2 separate regions of the Mus musculus genome follow, and region 1 is linked to region 2. Evidence: chromatin contacts called from public HiChIP or PLAC-seq data. All regions are on one chromosome and are shown on one strand. Each heading gives the region's core, a stretch centred on a gene start, on an enhancer-like site or on the middle of the called end of the contact. The rest is flanking DNA. Distances are from core to core; before and after follow the strand shown. Region 1 overlaps Gm29890 (a long non-coding RNA gene). Region 2 overlaps Kif26a (kinesin family member 26A).

Region 1 (4,155 bases), core at 1,123-3,622, 170 kb before region 2:
ATGCCCCAGCTCAAAGGCCAGGCTTGAGTGACGTCACTGGTCATGACTGTCTCCTGCTCTTTCTCCCATGGGCGCCAAGCCTGAGCTCAGCAAATGTCCAGCCATTGGGGCTCCAGGATGGCTGGGTGGCAAGTTTGCACAACCCCAGGGCCATGGAGATTCTGTCCAGGATCGGCCACATCTGTCTGAGTAGATGGTGGCGTAAGCTATTCCTGTGTGTGAGTCCAGACTTGGGCAAGGCTGGGGATGGGGAGACAGTCGGGGGCCACAGCACTACCACATGCCTGGGGCAGCCTTCACCAGCCTCTGCTGGGGACCCCGAAGGTAAAGGGCCTATGCCATCTGAACCCGACAGCATGGCCTGGGCTGCCTCCAGCAGGCAGCATGCATATCATTACTCCATGATTTACATTTCCAGCCTCACCAGGTGCTCCCGCCCACGTCAAGTACATGCACCGATTTTTTATGCAAGATTGAACAACTTAACGGCCTGAACAAGTCTGATGACAAGACTTTAATTGCTATTTTTCTCCCTCCATTCCTCAAGAGAGCTATATGCAGACATTTAGAGAGGTATTTCATAAAACAGAAAAGAAAGCAATTCAGGAAGTTCCCTGTAAATTTGCCTCCCGAGGCCTGTTGTGGCAGGGTGCTGCTGTGTAAGAGCCTGGGTGGCTTTGATCCACCTGGCTCCAGGGCTTCAGCGGTGCTTCCTCTGGGGTGCGTAGGGTTGGGGTGACTTTGGCCTCTAACTGGCCAGCACCTGGAAGGGAGTCCCGAGAGGGATCAAAGACCCAGATTCCAATCCAATGGCCATCTCGAAAGAACTGAAGCTACCTTTCTCATTGGCTCACGGGCTCCCATCCTTCGTTCTCTAACAGAGTACACACTCATTCATTTACACACTCAGTAACTCACTCGTTCATGTACACATCAAATGTCTACACAGTGAATACCGTACACAGGCCTGGGACATCTGTCAAAGCTCTCCAGAATGGGCAGTGAGTGGTAGGGAGGGGGTAGATATGAAACCAGCCTGAGGCAGAGACGTACTAGATAGGACCAGAGTGGCTACTCTTGGGATGGGCTTGGGGCAGGGTACAGAGAGCTAGAAGTGGCAGCAGAGAGAGCTGGCATTTGGGGCCAGGTCCCCACAAGCAGCTACACATCCTTTGGGGGCTGCGAGCGTCCATCCACACGTATAGGCTGGGGACAGCGCAATCAATACCATCGATACTTGACTGCCGTGAAGACAACACCAGCGCTGTCCGTGGGAGCACGTTTTGTCTGGAAAACGCATAAATTTTCGGGTGGGGGATGGAAGAGGGAGGGAGAATACCAATGATCATAATTTGTTAGCCAAGGACCCCACCTCTCCTTTAGTACGAGGCATGACAAACACCTGGAGAACACAGGAAATGTATTCAGGAGACCAAATGGAAATCAATCTCTCTTTTCACGAATCTGCAGCCCTTGGTAATTCTAAGAAGCCGTCCTGGCTGTGTTCATTGCTCATTCACAACGTGTTCAAAGGACTCCTTAAGGTTAGAATTTTCCTTTTAAGAAATTGCTCAGGGCAGCGAGCTCTCTTGAAGAGCTGCCGGCTGACACCTCTCATTAGCGGCCTCCGAAGGGCTGAGGGCCACTTGGGCTGAGAGCCAGGTCTCAGCTGATCTTTGTCCTGCACAAAGGATGGAATAAAGGGGAGCTGGTGCTGGAACAGAGCAAAGCCGGCAGGACGCAGATGGCCAGGGCCTGGTAGGAGAAGACGCCCCAGAGACACAGCTTCCATTGGGGCTGTCCACACACACAGGGAAACCGAGTCTGGGGCAGGCCAGGGTGCAGTCACCAAATCATGATCCTCCTCCCCCAAGGCCAGGGCCTCCCCTACCTCCCAGGTATGGGCTGGATTAGAAGTCTGTCCACCAAGCATTTGCGTGTTGGCCCTGCGGGTGCCCAGTGCCCGTCTTGTGATCAGGCTGATGCTGACCCCAAGAGGTTAGCCACGGATCAGAGCATCCAGCAATTTAAAGAGAAATGACAGAAACCAGGCTCAGCCCAGTCATCCGGGCTCACAGACAAATATACAAATATGCGCAAATGTGCTCCTGTGATCACATACACACAAGTGTGCACGTGTGTAGCATGCGTACTTACAACTGCCAGGGGCACACTTAGGTGCATATGTACGTCTATGCTCACACATGTGCTTACCCACACACATGTGTGTGCACCAGGGACGGAATAGGCCAGGCTAAAGCACAGAGCACGAAGGAGGTTTAGGGGATGATCCAGAGACTCAAGTCTATGGTCTGAGGTCAGCGGTCAGTGAGCTCCTTGTTGCTCCCAGTCTGTGCACAGATGCCTAGAGAGGGCTGTGCTTGGTTGCAGGCTCTGCGGCCCTGCTGCTGAGGGCTAGGCTTCAGGGAGGGGTGGGGGTGGGGTGAAGGGTGGGTTTCTCTTCACAGCTGCAGCACCCCCACCCCCACCCCCCCACCCCGCTGCCCTTGGCTCCTCCTGGTTCTTCTCCAGGACAGGCTTTTTCACCAATGAGAGAGGAGGGGCTGGGCCAAGCTGCCATGAAAGACCCTTGGTGTGGAGGGACAGGAGGCTCCCAGCTCAGCAAAGGAAATATTGAAATTAAATCCTTTCCCAGGGTTGAGGGAACTTCCGTCCTAATTAAATAGAGGGGACTCCTGGGCCTGCTGTCAGAGCTGGCCTGCTCTGGGAGGGAGGAAGCAGATGCTGTCCTTGGGAGGGGAGAGGGAAGGGGTGGCGGCGGGCGGCTGTCCCCCTTTGATGATGATTCCAGGCACACACGCTCATCACGTCTAATTAAGGCCGGGCCTGTGCCTCCTGTCCTGAGGCACAAATCCATATTCAAGGGCTGGGTGGGGACCACAGGCAGGCCTATGTGGGCAGCTGTGAAAAGGAACTCCCCCTCCCAACGCACACACGCAGATGCACGCGCACACACATACATACATACACGCACACACCACGTATGCCTCTCCTACACCTGGCCCACTAGCTTGGATGTCTAGCACTGTCCCCCTCAGCCCTCTCTTCTGAGGAAGGCCCTGATCCTAGGGTGAAGGAGCAGGAGAGCCCAGTGCAGAACCCTAAGGACAAAAGGAGGCAAGAGCGAGCCTTGGCACTAAGTCCAGAGAAAGGCAGGATAAGCTAGAGAAAGGGTGTCTCTGATCATTGTGTGGCTGTAGAAATGAAGCAGACTCCTGAGCCCCGACCTGGCCACGGTGTCCAGGATCCCAAAAGCAAGACCCATCCTGAAAGCAAGGTGGGGCAGAGGACAACTCTGAACTTCTGAAAGAAACCATTATCACCCGGGATCTGTGCCTCTCCAGTTAGGCAAACCTCCTATAACCCAGTGTTGTTTGTCAGATGTAGGTAAACTTTCGTTTTTGAGAGCCTGTGCATGACTCTGCTGTAATTTAAACTGCGCTGCCCTCTCCTTGGTTGGTGGCAGCTCAGGTCTCCACATGACTTCCAGCTGCATTGAGCTGTGTGGAAACAGTGGATGAGTGTTCTCACAGACACACCATCTGGGACTACCTCTCTTCTAGCCTTCCCCTTCCTTCCTTCCTTCTTCCTCCCTCTTCCTTCCCCTTTCTTCCTCCCTCCCTCCCTCTCTTTCCCCCTCCCTCCCTCCCTTTCTTCCTTTGGTAGCTAAAGGACCTTAAGCTCTGTTCTCATTTCCAGTCGAGAAGACCGCACGGTTTTCATGAACATGGTTGCGTGCCGTCCTGCTTGATGCACCCCTGTGCTGTCCTCAGAACCTGCCAGCGTTAGGCTTCTCTCCAGGGCCACCAGTGAGTGCTGTCCCGCCTCTGCCCAGTGCTCTCAGTGTCTGTGGAAAGGTTTGTCTGACACGAGTTAACTTCAGGGGCTGGTTTTCATGGCTGTTCGTAGCTTACAATGGTCTTTATTCTGGGGCTAGTGTATCTTCCACCAGAGCTGTGCCTCTCTCTTCCAGTTGATCTCCCATGGTGTGCCTGAGGTATAGGCAGGCACAACACTGTGTCCCTCCAAAGTTAATTTGCTGAAGTCCTGACCTCCACAGGACAATCTGGAGACAGGGTCTCTGGGGTCAAATGAGGTCACAAGGGAAGCTCTAATTTGATAAGACTCTGCTCT
Region 2 (3,898 bases), core at 101-2,600:
CAGGTCCAGAGGAGCGGATGTTACTCCACCCCTCCCCCAACTCCCAGGCTCCCGGGTACCCTTAGGACTACAGTGTTCTTCATGTGGGCATGGCCCACTGAAGTGGGTGAGGATGGCTTGAGTTGCTTGTTCAGCCTGGAAAGAGCAGTCAGGCCAAGTGCAGAGCCCCCGCTCAGGACTGTAAGATTGGAGAACCTGAACCTCCGAGCTCACCCTGCTTTCTGGGCACAGCATAGATGCCCCTGCCACCTCATCTCCTCAGCCCCTGAAGCCCTCCCGGAGGGCAGGCAACTCTCTGACCTGGCCTTCATCCAAGGGCCACCTTCACAGATTCCAGACACACACACACACCTATACACCATTGTGCAAAACCCCCAAGGGATAGGCGAGGGTCACTCCTACTGTCCAGGATCAGAGCGTGAACACAGCACCTGCTCAGTAGGAGCTGTGGGGTGGGGCGGAGGTCTACTGCCTCCTGGTGCACTCTGGGCAATCCCCTCTCCAACTCTATGCCTCGCCCTTATCCACAAAGCCAGGTAGTGGTTACAAAGTTTCAAAGCTCATTGGGGCGAGCCTCCCAGTAGCAATCTCAGCCCTGCTGGATACCACCTGCAGAAGCACCTACTCTAAACCCGACCCTTGAGAGGCCACACATCACAGGTCAGGAAGCCACTGATAGTCACAGTGACTCCCACCCACCCCCCACCCCTACCCCACACGTGTGCGTGCATGCGTGCCTTGGGAAACCTGCCTCCAGCCCCCACCCAAGTCCACTTGTTTCTTTGTTTCTATGGTAACTTTCCAAGGTCAGGGTGTTGCTCAGGCAGAGGAACCTCCACAGCCTGGGATGAGACAAAAGGCAGTCAGCAGCTGCTGCCTGCAGCCGGGCAGGGTGGCTAATGAGCCAGTGAGAGGGGGCCACACATACCACACACGCTGTGTCAAGACCTTCCTCAGGCACCTCAGAATCAGGGTGCCAGGTGGTACCCAGACTCAGGACCTACAACCATGTAAACACTTTTCAATAGATTTGAGCATTTCAAAACCTCCTACCTAGTACCAAGCCAGGAGTGTAGCTACACACCGGCCACCAAATCCTCAAAGCAAAGGCCCTTGAAATCAGGACTGAGCAGGATAAGGACATGGCCAGATATCAGCCCCTCGTGCCCAGCCCCCTAGACCCTACCCTGACTGCTGCTGGCACAGGGAGGTTCCCAGACAGGCTGTCCCCATCTAGGCAGCTTGTCTGCATCTGGCTGGGTTGGTTGCTGAGGCCACATCAGTCACAGGAGGTCGTGCGCACTGCACTGTAGCATTCATCAGCCAGCCCTGACAATGCCCTAATCACATGCCCCGTCACGCCCCCCATCAGGCCCTCAAGTCCCCCCGGACCAGGGCTGATAAGACAGCCTCTGCACACTGCCCAGCGTGATACAGACAAGCTTATCAGCGCCCATTCGGGCTGCTAATGGGACAGTGACCCCCAGCTGGCTGCCATTACCTCTCATTATGGCGATTACATCCTGTAATCCCTGTTCCCTCAGGCTGTGGATGAGGGTAGGACTCCAGCCTTGGGTCTGCAGAACCAGAGGCTTTGCCTTGGAGCCAGGGAAACTCTCTCCAACCCATGCACTGGCCAGGCTCCCCCACCCACCCGCTGGCCAAACTCAGGAAGAGGGGGTCCTGTTCTCACCCTGAAGTACTTCTTTCCCTCTGGCCAGACGACCACAACCACACCATCTTACAACCTCAAGACAGGCATCCGGGAGGGGAGGAGTCAAACCCCAGCCTCTTCACATCTATGCACCCAAACTGTGGGCCCTAGACAGGTACCCTTGAAAAGTGTCCCAGGAGGCCAGCCGGGATTCTCGAAGCTCCCACTCTTCCATCAACTGAGCCACAGTTCTTTCTCCCAAGAACAGACAGATCAAGGCCTCCATTCTCCAACAACATGCTGCAGCTTGTGTGACCCCAGAGGACCTACCTTATAAAGAAAGAGGCCGCTGCAGACGGGCCTGTGGAACCCCCTGCTGAGGTGCCTGGGGCTGGGGTAACCAGGGCTGTAGTGCATGCTGCCCCTCGGCCCCACGCCTTCGACATACGTTCAGGGCCTGCTGCTGGAGCACAGTCTCGGACAGTGTCGGCCACAGCCACCGCAGCTACAGCTGCCTCAGCCTGGAGGAAGGAGAAATCCGCGTGAGGAACAGGCAGGTGACAGACCCATCACCCCAGGCTGAGTACCCTCACTTGCAAAATCCTGCCTATGTGACTGGAAATCACAGCCTAGAGACCTGGAGCCTGCACTAAAGGCCTAGCCTCCAAGGCAATCTACCAGGACTCCTGTCCCCAGCTCAGGGCATGTGACAGGTCTACCCCAGCCACGGAGGAAAATGCAGACCCCACCTGGGGCTGACTCTACAGCTTTTCTCAAGTCCTGGAGTGACCGCAGAGGTCAGGCAGACAGACCTCTTCTGGCCCTCATCCCTGGGCCATCTGGGAGCACCCAAAGGTACAATTACGCAAGGCACCACAATAAATATTTGGCATGAGAGCTAATTGTCCCCCCATATGATAACGTATGACACTCCACTATCTGAAATACAACTCTGGCATTTCCAACTAATTAGCTAAAATAAATTCTAGAGAGGGAGAGGCCTCAGCACGGTGCACAGATATAATTAAATGTCCCCAGGACAGCTTTCACATGCTGTTTACTAGCCCCTCGGGCTCTGGGAGCAGAGGGGACTCAAGCCCTAGCAGGAAAGGACAGGCAGCTGGTCTCTTCCAGAAAGCCCCAGGCCCCTAGAGCTCCAAAATACCCTCTCCACTTTGACAATATGGCCTGTGTCCCAGATGACAGAAGCCTGGGATCCCCAGGCTGAGAGGGCACAGGTGACCCTGGGATGAGCTCAGATATTACCAGGGTCTCTCAACGGATGCAGCCCTGAGACCAGGTGTGGTACCTCTGTAGAACGAGCCACCATGTACCCAGAGACCTTACCGCAGCAGGGCAGTTACCGTCCTTACAGCAAAAGCCTCACCCTGCTCAGCCCCTGAAGGACCCAGCTTCGAAATCCCAGACAGGGGATGGGACACTCTCTGCCTGTGAAAGCCCCAAGCCCAGCCCATGCTTTGAGCCAGTGCCAGCCCAGCACCTTCCTAGTCCCCAGCAGCACCCAGTACCCCAGGACTTGAAAGATCCATAGCTGAGCTTACCGGACACTGCACCAAACATTAATCAACTGCAAGTATAGGTGTATAGGACAACAGTCCTAAACATGCCTCAGAATCCAGCCTGGCCTGCCCTCTTCTCTGATCCACTCCCTCACCCCCACTGCTTAGTCCGGAAGACTGGCCTAGGAAAGAGTCAGTGTACACGCTGTAAGGCTGATGATCTGTGGTCTGGGTCCTTTGGAGCAGAGCCTGATTTGACTGAGCATCTACTGGACACAGCAGCCAGAGCCCAGGGTTAGAAACTTGGGGAGGAGGAGTGCTCAGCCCACAGTTAACCCAGAGTTAGCTCCTGAGTCTGTGTTGGCTGCCTGGAGATCTGTGCCCAGGGTCCCACAACACTGAGGACAGAAGCAGGAGGCCTTGCGGGGGGCTTGAGCGGCTGTCCCATCCCCTATGTGGCCCTTCTACCCACTCCCACAGGCCCAGCCACCCAGAGGCATCTACAGAGGTACCGGGGCCTTTCGCCAGCCGACCCACCTGCGCCGCTCGTTGGTCCTCCCCACACTGACCTGTCTCAGGAGTCCCGCACGTGACTCGGCTCCACCGTCCCACCAGCTGCCATGACAACACGGCTCCGTCCCTCAGGACGGCCACTGTCAATTCCCGCCAGAAGCAGAGAGCCTGGACATTGCCAAAAGAAGCCGTCCCAAAGCGAGCGCACAGC

The links. HiChIP or PLAC-seq counts read pairs in DNA pulled down with a chosen protein or histone mark.
Region 1: a contact with region 2 is called in an H3K4me3 HiChIP or PLAC-seq map of embryonic forebrain, with 4 times the contacts expected there. The contact joins two enhancer-like sites. A contact is called at or near these places in 4 of 484 Hi-C or Micro-C datasets (bone marrow-derived macrophages, embryonic fibroblasts, gonadal supporting cells and 1 more) and 6 of 115 datasets of contacts at active chromatin or transcription factors (cardiomyocytes, differentiating embryonic stem cells, embryonic basal ganglia and 3 more).

The regions. Positions count from the first base shown.
Region 1 is chr12:112,332,153-112,336,307 of GRCm38.p6, reverse strand. Gm29890 (a long non-coding RNA gene) reads left to right here. Exons shown (of 5, transcript XR_001780725.2): 3 at 3,721-3,878. Among named protein-coding and RNA genes, the nearest start is that of Gm29890, 6.0 kb to the left of the region's middle. Within about 2 kb of position 2,372, at least 61 of the 459 cell types and tissues checked have an H3K27ac peak or open chromatin away from gene starts, as enhancers often do. A contact at or near this core is called in embryonic forebrain, where this site is marked.
Region 2 is chr12:112,161,628-112,165,525 of GRCm38.p6, reverse strand. It overlaps Kif26a (kinesin family member 26A), which reads right to left. Exons shown (of 16, transcript NM_001097621.1): 4 at 1,985-2,175. Among named protein-coding and RNA genes, the nearest start is that of Kif26a, 17 kb to the right of the region's middle. Within about 2 kb of position 1,350, at least 45 of the 459 cell types and tissues checked have an H3K27ac peak or open chromatin away from gene starts, as enhancers often do. A contact at or near this core is called in embryonic forebrain, where this site is marked.